Linked DNA regions of Siniperca chuatsi: region 1 is linked to region 2. The links are chromatin contacts, called in public Hi-C maps. All regions are on one chromosome and are shown on one strand. Each heading gives the region's core, a stretch centred on a gene start, on an enhancer-like site or on the middle of the called end of the contact. The rest is flanking DNA. Distances are from core to core; before and after follow the strand shown. Region 1 holds the start of cibar1 (protein FAM92A). Region 2 overlaps trib1 (tribbles homolog 1).

Region 1 (4,817 bases), core at 1,449-3,948, 45 kb after region 2:
GTTTATTCTACTCCTGCAAGTTGTAAATTGTTAATGTATCAAGTGGATGTGAAGATAGATTTTCCAACTAGACAAGATAAACATTCAAAATGGATCCAAGTTTATTTTCCTGTTGCAACATGAATTAATATCAATAACTAACTGAATTAAACTATACCCAAGATGTCACCTACACTAAAAAGTATATTGGTGGTTGTTGTAACTTTAAAAGTCTTTTGTCTGTTTGATATTAGAGAATTTGAGAAACAAAGCAAGGATACAATGATCTGCCTGTCTGAGGGGTTTCTCTGTCTGGTCCTCTCAAGCTGAGCCATCTGTTTGGCTTCTCTGTCTCTGGCACTCTGAGTAGTCTTCAGATCCTCCTGCATGGATGCACAAGCACACAATGACACAGTAGTCATTATGAGACTTAACAATGATAGTCAATTATTTATACATTTGTGTTTTCAAATACTAAAGGACATAATCTAACAAACATTTGGTGTAGCTCAAGTACACCCTGTTGTGAAGGTTTTTGTGTTATCTGTACTCTGACACAGTTGGTAATGTTAAAGGAATGATATATTAAAGAATTATATATTGTTTCAGCATTGACAGAAAATTCTATTTAGCCAAGTTCACTTTTTTCATGACTAAATAACTTAATTTAGCCAGACTGAATTCAATTTTGGCACACTCATTCTGCCTGTATAACAAATGACCAATCGCAATCACAGTTTGAGGGTATTTTAGTAAAAAAAAAGAAAAAAGAAAAAAAAGATGAGAAAAAACAGGTACTACTGACAGTACTTTGCAACTGTGGGCGACAGAACACGAGACAACATGACTAAGATGATTATTTACGGCAACACTGTATGAGAAAGACTCCAAAAGTCACAAAGAAACAATGGACTGAATGGATTTTTTTTTCAAACCATAAAATGTATTTTAATCCTGGTTAAAACAAGATGCTGAGAGGGGAGATACTGACAATGGCACAAAGAAAGGCTGATGTGCCAGTGGGTTATTATCATTAAATCAATACTGCCCTCATGTGGCCATGCAGTGGTAATAACATTGACAGTCTCCCAAACTGCCTCCTAAACCCCTATTCTCATTGTGGTGACACAATTGCAGCATCCTTGAAGGCCAGAGCACATTTAATCTTGAAACATGTACTTCAAAAAGCTGCAGTTATATAGATGGACCTGAAACACAATTATATGGGCCAAGGCATCTTTCATTTTCTGTCACTGGCAGCTGGTGCAGCATTCTGTATAGCTGTGCTTAAAATGTGAGATCTTAACAAGCAAGAATAAGACAGAAAAGTAATGTCAGTGCTCTGATAAATTACACAGAAGTGAATGTATTTAAACATTTTTGCCTTACAATCATTTATAGTAAAATCATTCTGTAGTTTCTAATTAAGGAGTTGTTGTACTAATTGCTACAATAATTGTAGCTGGAACATGGATTAAGCTTTGTCCTTGTCATTTGGCTCACTTGGAATCAGTCTAGATGTCAGCATGGCTGCAGCTCAAAGCAACACTTACCCTTTTACGTTTAACTACAGCTCCATAACTTTTTAATGGCTCTATGACTTTGGCTTCAAGTCTTTCCACCTGTGAGGAAAATAACTTCACATTAGGATCTGTCCTACCCAACAAATTTAGACTGTGGCTGTGAATATGAAATTATCATTGAAATCAAAGCAGCAGGAAATATAATTCTTTAGTTTTACCTCAGCTTGCCTGTAGTCTTCAATCTTGGCCATGTGGTCAGCAAACTGCTTCAAACCCTTCTTCAGGTTTGGCGTTTCTGTGTCTGCATACATGCCGATTTCCCGAACCAGGAGATCTGCCTTGTCTCGTAGTCTGGCTGTTTTACGGACATAGGCAGCAAACATTTGGCACATCTCTCCAAAATGTTTCTCCACATTGGTGATGTTTTCCTGGATCTTTCTTGTCTGGTTGTCCCTGAAGAGGGTGAAGGACAACATTAACAGCAATAATTAAATAGTATTTGGGGACACAAAAGTGCATTTGTTTAATACCTTTGTGCGGGGAAGAGAGTATATATTGAGACATAGGAGTTTGAATGTTCTAACCTCATCATGATTTCATAAAGCCTATTATTTCATCATCGTTGATGACACAGACACTTAGCTTGCCAGATACGTGTAGTAAAACCTAAACTAAAATTTATTTAGTAACAGCTATTAGCTAGTGTTAGTTACTGTTTGAGAAAAGGCCATTTTCTAAAAGGTAACGTTAGCATTTGCGCTTTATTTTGAGGATTATAAACGGAAATCCTTTTCAGCGGCTTGTGGCTGATAGAGAAAAGTCAGTTTTGGGAGAATGAAGATTGTCATTCTTCCCAAACATGGTCCACTAAAGGGGTCTTGTGTTTACACCTACAAATGAATAACGGACGACTCGTTACCGGCTATATCTTGAATTAACCTATTGTAAAGGGTGAAAGAGACGCTAACGTTAACTTACCGAGCACTAACGTTAACGGAGGATTTAATTTAACGCGTTGACTATCTCTTACCTCGCTCTTGCATCGGGTGTACGACTCATCTTTGCAGAAAGGCAGTAAATGAAATATATTCAGTGTCCAATCAGCCAAGTTTATCGGGACCCAGATTTAACGCTAGCTAGCTAACTATGCTTCTTCTCTCCCTGGCTAGCACGCCAATCTGCCGTTTCCATGGAGTTCCCGGCGTTTCCGCTTGAGGAATGCATTCTGGGAGATTGAGTCGTTGTTTTTTCTCTCCTCGGCCTGTTCTCCTTTTTGAAGTTGTTGCTACGACGAAAAAAAGAGTCAGCTCTGAGCACTTTGTTTCAGAAAGTTGAAGGTGAGCCAACATAGTGTGTTTTGCTTGTGTCGGTGATATAGCATATAATGTAGTCGTGGAAAGTAACTAAATAGGCTACATTTATTCAAGTACTGTACTGTACTTAGTTAAATAACTAAATGTTCTTAGTAGGCTACTGTACTGTACCTGTGTTACTACACCACTACATTTCAAAGTAAAATATTGCACTTTTTACCCCACATTCATTAGAGATCTTAGTAGTCGCTTAACAGATATACATACAATAATATAATGGATTGTAATAGATTAAAATACACAAAAGTATAAAGCTGCCAAAAAGCATACTATATCCACCTTGACCAAATACAAGATTAAAATGTTGCCTACATGTTGATCCATCAAAAATAATAAACAAATAATATTATAACACAGCAACTTTTGACTGTATAATCAGTAATACAAATTTAAATATAATCCTACTTTTTATTCTTTAAGTATATTTTGCAGATAATTGGGGACTAGACTGCATTTATATAACACTTTTATCCAAAACTCCTTACAATGTACCTCTCATTCACCCATTCACACACACAGATGGCGGTGGAGCTACCATGTAAAGGGGTGACCAAACCATCAGAAGCAATTAGGTTTCAGCGTCTTGCTCAATGGCAGTAGGAACTGGAGATCGAACCGCCACCCCTGCCGTTATTGGACAGCCTGCTCTACCTGCTGAGCCACAGGTAGAACACAGTACCTTTACTTAAGTTAGATTTCAAATGCAGGAATTGAACTTGTTATTAAGTATTTTTACAATGTGGTATTGCTAGTAAGCACATGCATACTTCTTTCACTACTTCTGTTATAAAATGACATGGCTCCTTATTGTAAAGTATAGTGTACTCTACATAATGTCCTGTCTCTGGTTTGAAAGTTCAGGGTGTTTCAAGGCTGTAGAGTGTAAATCTATTAGTGTAGTATCTAACTGAGACCACGACTTCCTATTGAATCAGTAATGACGTTTTTATTGTTATGAATCCCCCATTCATCCAACACCAACACGTTTTCCACCTGTTTCACTGGTGGTGTTTCTGAAATGGTTTTTGTGACCTATAAATCTTATTCCTAGGTCTACTTCTGTAAGGGACATCTGTCATTTATATTTTGTAGCTACTGTGTCTGTTTTGCCAGTATCCATCTCTTCATTTTCCTCTACAGCAACATGGGCATACCCAAAATGAAACAGACACACAATGCCACTAATCAAAAGCCTTCATTAAAAAAAGAACATTTCAAGCTGGTAGCTCTGTACCATTTCTGATTTGGGCTCTTTGAGCTCACTGATAAATTATTTGATTGATCATTTTGTTGGGCCACTGAGCCTACATTTAAATGTCCAACTCTTAACCAGCTAACAAAAGACAAGCTGCAAAAGCAGTTGTGAAATCTGTAATATTGTGCCATGCATATTAGATATTAACCAAAATATCAAACAAGTAATTTGATAATCTCCATGGTTTCTTTCCTGGGCAATAGCAAGTGAATATCCCTGCTGGAAAATACAAATATTTGGCTGCTTTCTATGGTTTCTATAATTCCCCAAATAGATCAAGGTACATTGCCTATATTGCAACAAAGAGAGCCACAAATAGACCTTTTCAACAACAGCTTGACTGTTTTTGAACTGTTGCCAAGAGCAGACTTTGTGATCACTGAAATGAATGGAGGCCTCATTGTAATTCCCTCCTCTGTGTTTGGGAATGCATGAATGTCACCAGCTGCCACGTCTGCTCCTCTGTGGAAAATGTCCAAAAACCTTAATTATCACGCTTAATCATCCATGGGATTGAAGCAGGGGAGATCCCACTGTAACAGATTGGCGATGTAAAACATGGTCATTGCATTGAGCTGTGTGCCTGGAATCCCAAGAGGATCTGGTTTATACTCTGTGGCACAGCTGATGCTGGTATAAATTCATTTTTTCGTTAAATGCTTCTAATATAACCATCTCCTGTTGCAG
Region 2 (4,636 bases), core at 1,123-3,622:
CTATGCCAAAGACTTCCAGGAAGAAGCTAAATACTTAACATCATCTCAGAGTGGACACTGAAGCAGGTGCTTTACTGTCAAATCTCAGATCTGCTTCTTCACTTCCTTATCTGGTTTATGAGGGACAAAACAGGGCAGGGTGACACCTATGTTACACCCTCATGTATGGTCCACATTGATGGTCAAAAACAACCCACATAGTTTTCACCTGAAAAGTATAAATTCCTCAATGATATATTGTGATATATGTGACTGTAGTGTTACTGTTTTTAATCTACCTTAAAATAGCGTCAAACATCATAAACATCCCCTGAAATACCAGCAAATGCTCTCCTCTGTAATTTTTATTTTATCAGATGAGGTTATGGATCAATGAAATATCTGATGATGTGTGTGTGACATCCATCCAAGAGGGAGAACACGTCATGAGGAAGTTTGTGAAGAGTGTTATTTAAAGGTTTACGTGGTTGGGAAACTTTAATCTGGCTCACAAGAAAGGATAGTTTACACTTGTGGCCAAGAGACAGGATGAGATCACACAGACACAATATACCTGAGTGCATTTCCTAATACCTAACCTCATTTTACTCCTCACCACACTTCTGTTTGAATTCTAACTATAACTTTCAGCTAACCCTTTAACGAATAGTTTTACATTTTGGATAATATGCTTATTCACTTTCTTGCTGAGAGTTAGATGTGAACAGTGATACAACTCCCACGTATGAATGGTAAATATAAAGCTACTGTTTACAGATGGTTAGCTTAGCTTAACACAAAGACTGGAAACAGGGTGATCTGCTAGTATAGCTATGTCCAAAAGCAACAAAATGTGCCTACCACCACAGAACTGCGCTTGTTAACATGCAATAGAGAGTCGAAGTAAAACTTGGACTAGTTGGAAAACTAGTAATAATGCAAATAACAAAAAACCCAGCCTTAGTTCATGACCTTACTGCCAACACACTCCATATGTTTAGATAAGGGCTGTAATAAAGTGAGTCATGGGTGTATGGAAAGCCATTTGCACAAATAACGTCTTTTAGGGATTTGTTGTTTAAACTACATTAAAATGCGTGTTAACACATATTAACAAGAAATATTTCTACATGTTAACACAACAAAAACTGACGCCTTAATGTGGCTTTTCTGGTTGTGGCCAATGAGGTATCCTGAATGAAGGTACATATTGATGAGGAAGGTGGCATCAATGATGTTGAAAATATAAAGCAAACCCCAGGAACATGCTTCATTTTGATGACCTAAGACATGACCACATGAGTACAAAGTGCTTCACAACAAGAGAAATAAAATACCACAAGAAATAAAACACATAATATACACAAAAGCAATAAAATAAACAATAAAATAAACAGCCAGTTCAGGTAAAATCAGGATATGCTTTCAGATAAAAATGTGTTTTGAGAAGAGACTTAAATGAAGACACTGACTCAGACAACCTAATTTCTTCAGGCAAGTTGTTCCAGAGCCTCGGGGCCCTGATAGTAAAAGCTCTGTCCCCCTTAGTTTTCAACCTGGACTCAGGAACAGACAGGAGACCCCTACCCGAAGATCTCAAACTACGTGAAGGTTCATAAGCGATTACAAGGTCTAAAATATAGTCTGGAGCCAGGCCATGGAGAGCCTTAAAAGTAATCAATAAGATCTTAAAATCAATCCTATATCTCGTTTGTTTAATCCTTACAAAGAACTGAGTGTTAAAACAATACATTGTAGCAGTTATGTGCTTGACTCTTTGCTTTTAAGGTGATTGTAGGCAGATTTAGTTACCTTCGGGCTAGCTGCTTTCCAATTTTTATGCTAGCTAAGCTAACTGGCAGCCGGTGGGTTAGGGTTAGGGCTAGGTTTAGGATAAGACTCTATCAATTTGCACTATGGTAGCATTTTCCAATAAGGCAGCATAAATCTTCAGAACACCGGCTTCATTTCAGCATACTAATATGTGAGTGGTATCAATCTTCTCATCTAACTGGCGGCAAGAAAGGGAATACTCATATTTCCCAAAATGTCTAACTCTTTCCTTATCATTACATTTTTAAACCCTGATTGACAGACCCCCCGCACACACACATTTCTTCAGATATTCATTAATCGACCTACTACTAGATTATGTTTTGGGCACCCTGTTGTTATCCCTGGAGGAGCCCAACTCTGACGGGTTGGGCAATTGTTGGTTTGGCAGCTTCCCAGAAGCTGAGACACTCCAGCTATCCTGTTGATACCTAATCTGACTCTTGTGCTCGCATGCACACACACACACACACACACACACACACACACACACACACACACACACACACACACACACACACACACACACACACACACACAAATGTAGACATGCAGGCAGGTATGCTCATGAACACGCACACAATGCTTACGCAAGCCCCGGCCAGCCATGCCTGGGGTAGTCATAGTACACAGACGGTAGAGACATGCAAAGCTCTTATAGGTCAAACAATGACTCATAAGCAAAACTGGATTAGATAAAAAAGAATATGTGTATTTGAGTTTAAATAGTGCTGGTGTTCAGTGTTTGATGAGTTGACCTCAAGTTCTGAAGCTGAGGAAAAAAGAACAAGAGTGGTGTATAAGCTCCCCCTTGCGTATTCCAGGAAAAGACACTGACCCACTATTGACATTTTTGTGTTTGAGGAGTTAAATGTTACATTACGCAAAGGTCAGAGAAGAGTAAACGGTTAGAGGCAGAGATGGAGAGAGGAGAATCTTTTCCCTTGCAAGGATGAAATTGAAAGCGCTGAGGAAAATGAAAAAATGTACTGTTTTCTCTCACAGTGATGAAGAGCTGCATGGAGAGAATTCTTGCAGGAAAACCTTCGAGGCATGCAGTCGAGCTGTGTAATGCGCAGGTGTTTGCATGTGTGTGTGTGAAAAAGACAAGCAGCAGTACTGAAAAAAAACAAGCCATGTTAATATGAAAAAATGTGATCTTTATTCAACATCTCCACACATATTTCAAATATACATATTTACATCTTTTGTACAATGAATATATCTCTTGTGTGTAACCTGTCTGGAGTAATAATAGCCTCTAGGTTGTGTCACAAATACATAATTCACAGTGCAATATGAAGTTTGTGCACCCGTGTCAGTTTACTCTACATGTCACATGAATGTGATTCACTCTACACGTATGAACTAGAAAACCATAAATCTCTTAAATTACTTTTCTGTGAGGAACAATTAAGATTGTCATGAGGCCGGTCTCATCTTGTATCTCAATCAGATGAGAGAAAATAATTAAAGAACTGCAACAGACGTTTTATTTGCCTATTGCGTGACCCAAACATTTTATGCACGGTACTTCTCAGATATGCCAGATTTAGTACCGCTGTCAAAATAATTGTGCCAGAATGAAATAGCTGGCTGCAGACCTACAGTAGCCTGTAAGACTAAAGTCACTGAAACGCTGTATCTGCCTGTCACAGTCCAAGATAGAACATATTTTAGAACATGGTACATAATGTCTCTAACTATGATGACTAGTCTCCAGGGATCCACAGCTTTCAATGGCAAAAAAATAAAAAGGAAGGAAGAAAAAGTACCATTAAAGAGGTGAAACAGTCAGAACAGATTCTTCCAGCCAAGGTCAGGACCATTCTCTACAGACATGCTTGCAAGTGTTGAGTCATCATCAGACAACCAACCTCAAATATCGCCTGACTGTGACTGATTCAGAGCCATTCAGTTTATGAAACACAGTGATATGGGCACAACACTCAGCACAGCTCAGCTTTGTTAAAGCAACACAGCTTGACATAATGTTCCAACAGAAATGAACAAAACAGGTTAAACTGCTCAACTGAGAAAGTCTTCATTTTTCTGTAATGGGTTCCTTAACTGGATATTAGACACATTTCTTAAAAAATACAAACAATGTTGAATTGGGAGATAATTCATATTGAGTCAATAGGAAGTACCATTTGAATTCTCTGTGAATTTCTTTACTTTTTCCATGAAAATCCTAATGTAGCATTCCTTCAGGCGTACAAATTAACCATCTCATGTGACCAAGTCTTTAAAACCAGAGTTCCTTCCAGCATTTTATTTTAAACCAGAAGCATTAGTGTTAGGTTTAGTTGTGGCTAATTGCACACACAGCATTTGAGTAGAGCAGAACAGACTGATCAGAGTCAAATTTGCAAGGTCAGACCCTTTTAATGGACACTTTCTCTTTGGACGCAACCTTTTATATGATATATTCAGCTTTGAGCATGTTTAAAAAAGGTAAATGTTTTAGTTTTAACTGTTCAAAATGAGAACGTACCTTCCTCTGTTAGCCATATACAAAGACTTGTGTTAGCCCAGTGCCACTGCTTATTGTTGAATGTGTGTGTGTGTGTGAGACAAACTCTGCCCACTTTTCTGTGAGTCTTACATCAGTAACACCGTGCCTTTCTCAACCTTCTGTGCATGGTGTGAGATTTGTAAAAGCTCTCCATTTGCTGAGACGCTGCCAGATTGGCAGTGAAACACCTTTGTAGCATTCCTGCTGAGTGTGACACATCAGTCCTCAGCTAACCATCTTTCTCACTCTATGACACCGCCTGCTGTGAGACGTCAAGCTTGTACTAGGCCTTCCTCGAGCCGGTCA

The links. A called contact is a pair of places that touch in the nucleus more often than the background predicts.
Region 1: a contact with region 2 is called in a Hi-C map of an unstated tissue, with 8 times the contacts expected there. The contact joins the promoter of cibar1 here to the enhancer-like site in region 2. A contact is called at or near these places in 2 of 3 Hi-C or Micro-C datasets (skeletal muscle and an unstated tissue).

Annotation. Positions count from the first base shown.
Region 1 is chrLG17:14,843,112-14,847,928 of ASM2008510v1, forward strand. cibar1 (protein FAM92A) reads right to left here and starts at 2,699. Exons shown (of 9, transcript XM_044170861.1): 1 at 2,533-2,699; 2 at 1,721-1,955; 3 at 1,533-1,601; 4 at 261-362. The coding sequence starts at 2,561. It overlaps LOC122863946 (a long non-coding RNA gene), which reads left to right and starts at 2,718. Exons shown (of 5, transcript XR_006375115.1): 1 at 2,718-2,839; 2 at 3,395-3,540.
Region 2 is chrLG17:14,798,604-14,803,239 of ASM2008510v1, forward strand. trib1 (tribbles homolog 1) reads right to left here. Exons shown (of 3, transcript XM_044170860.1): 3 at 2,952-4,636. Among protein-coding and RNA genes, the nearest start is that of trib1, 8.4 kb to the right of the region's middle. Within about 2 kb of position 2,373, the one cell type or tissue checked has an H3K27ac peak away from gene starts, as active enhancers do.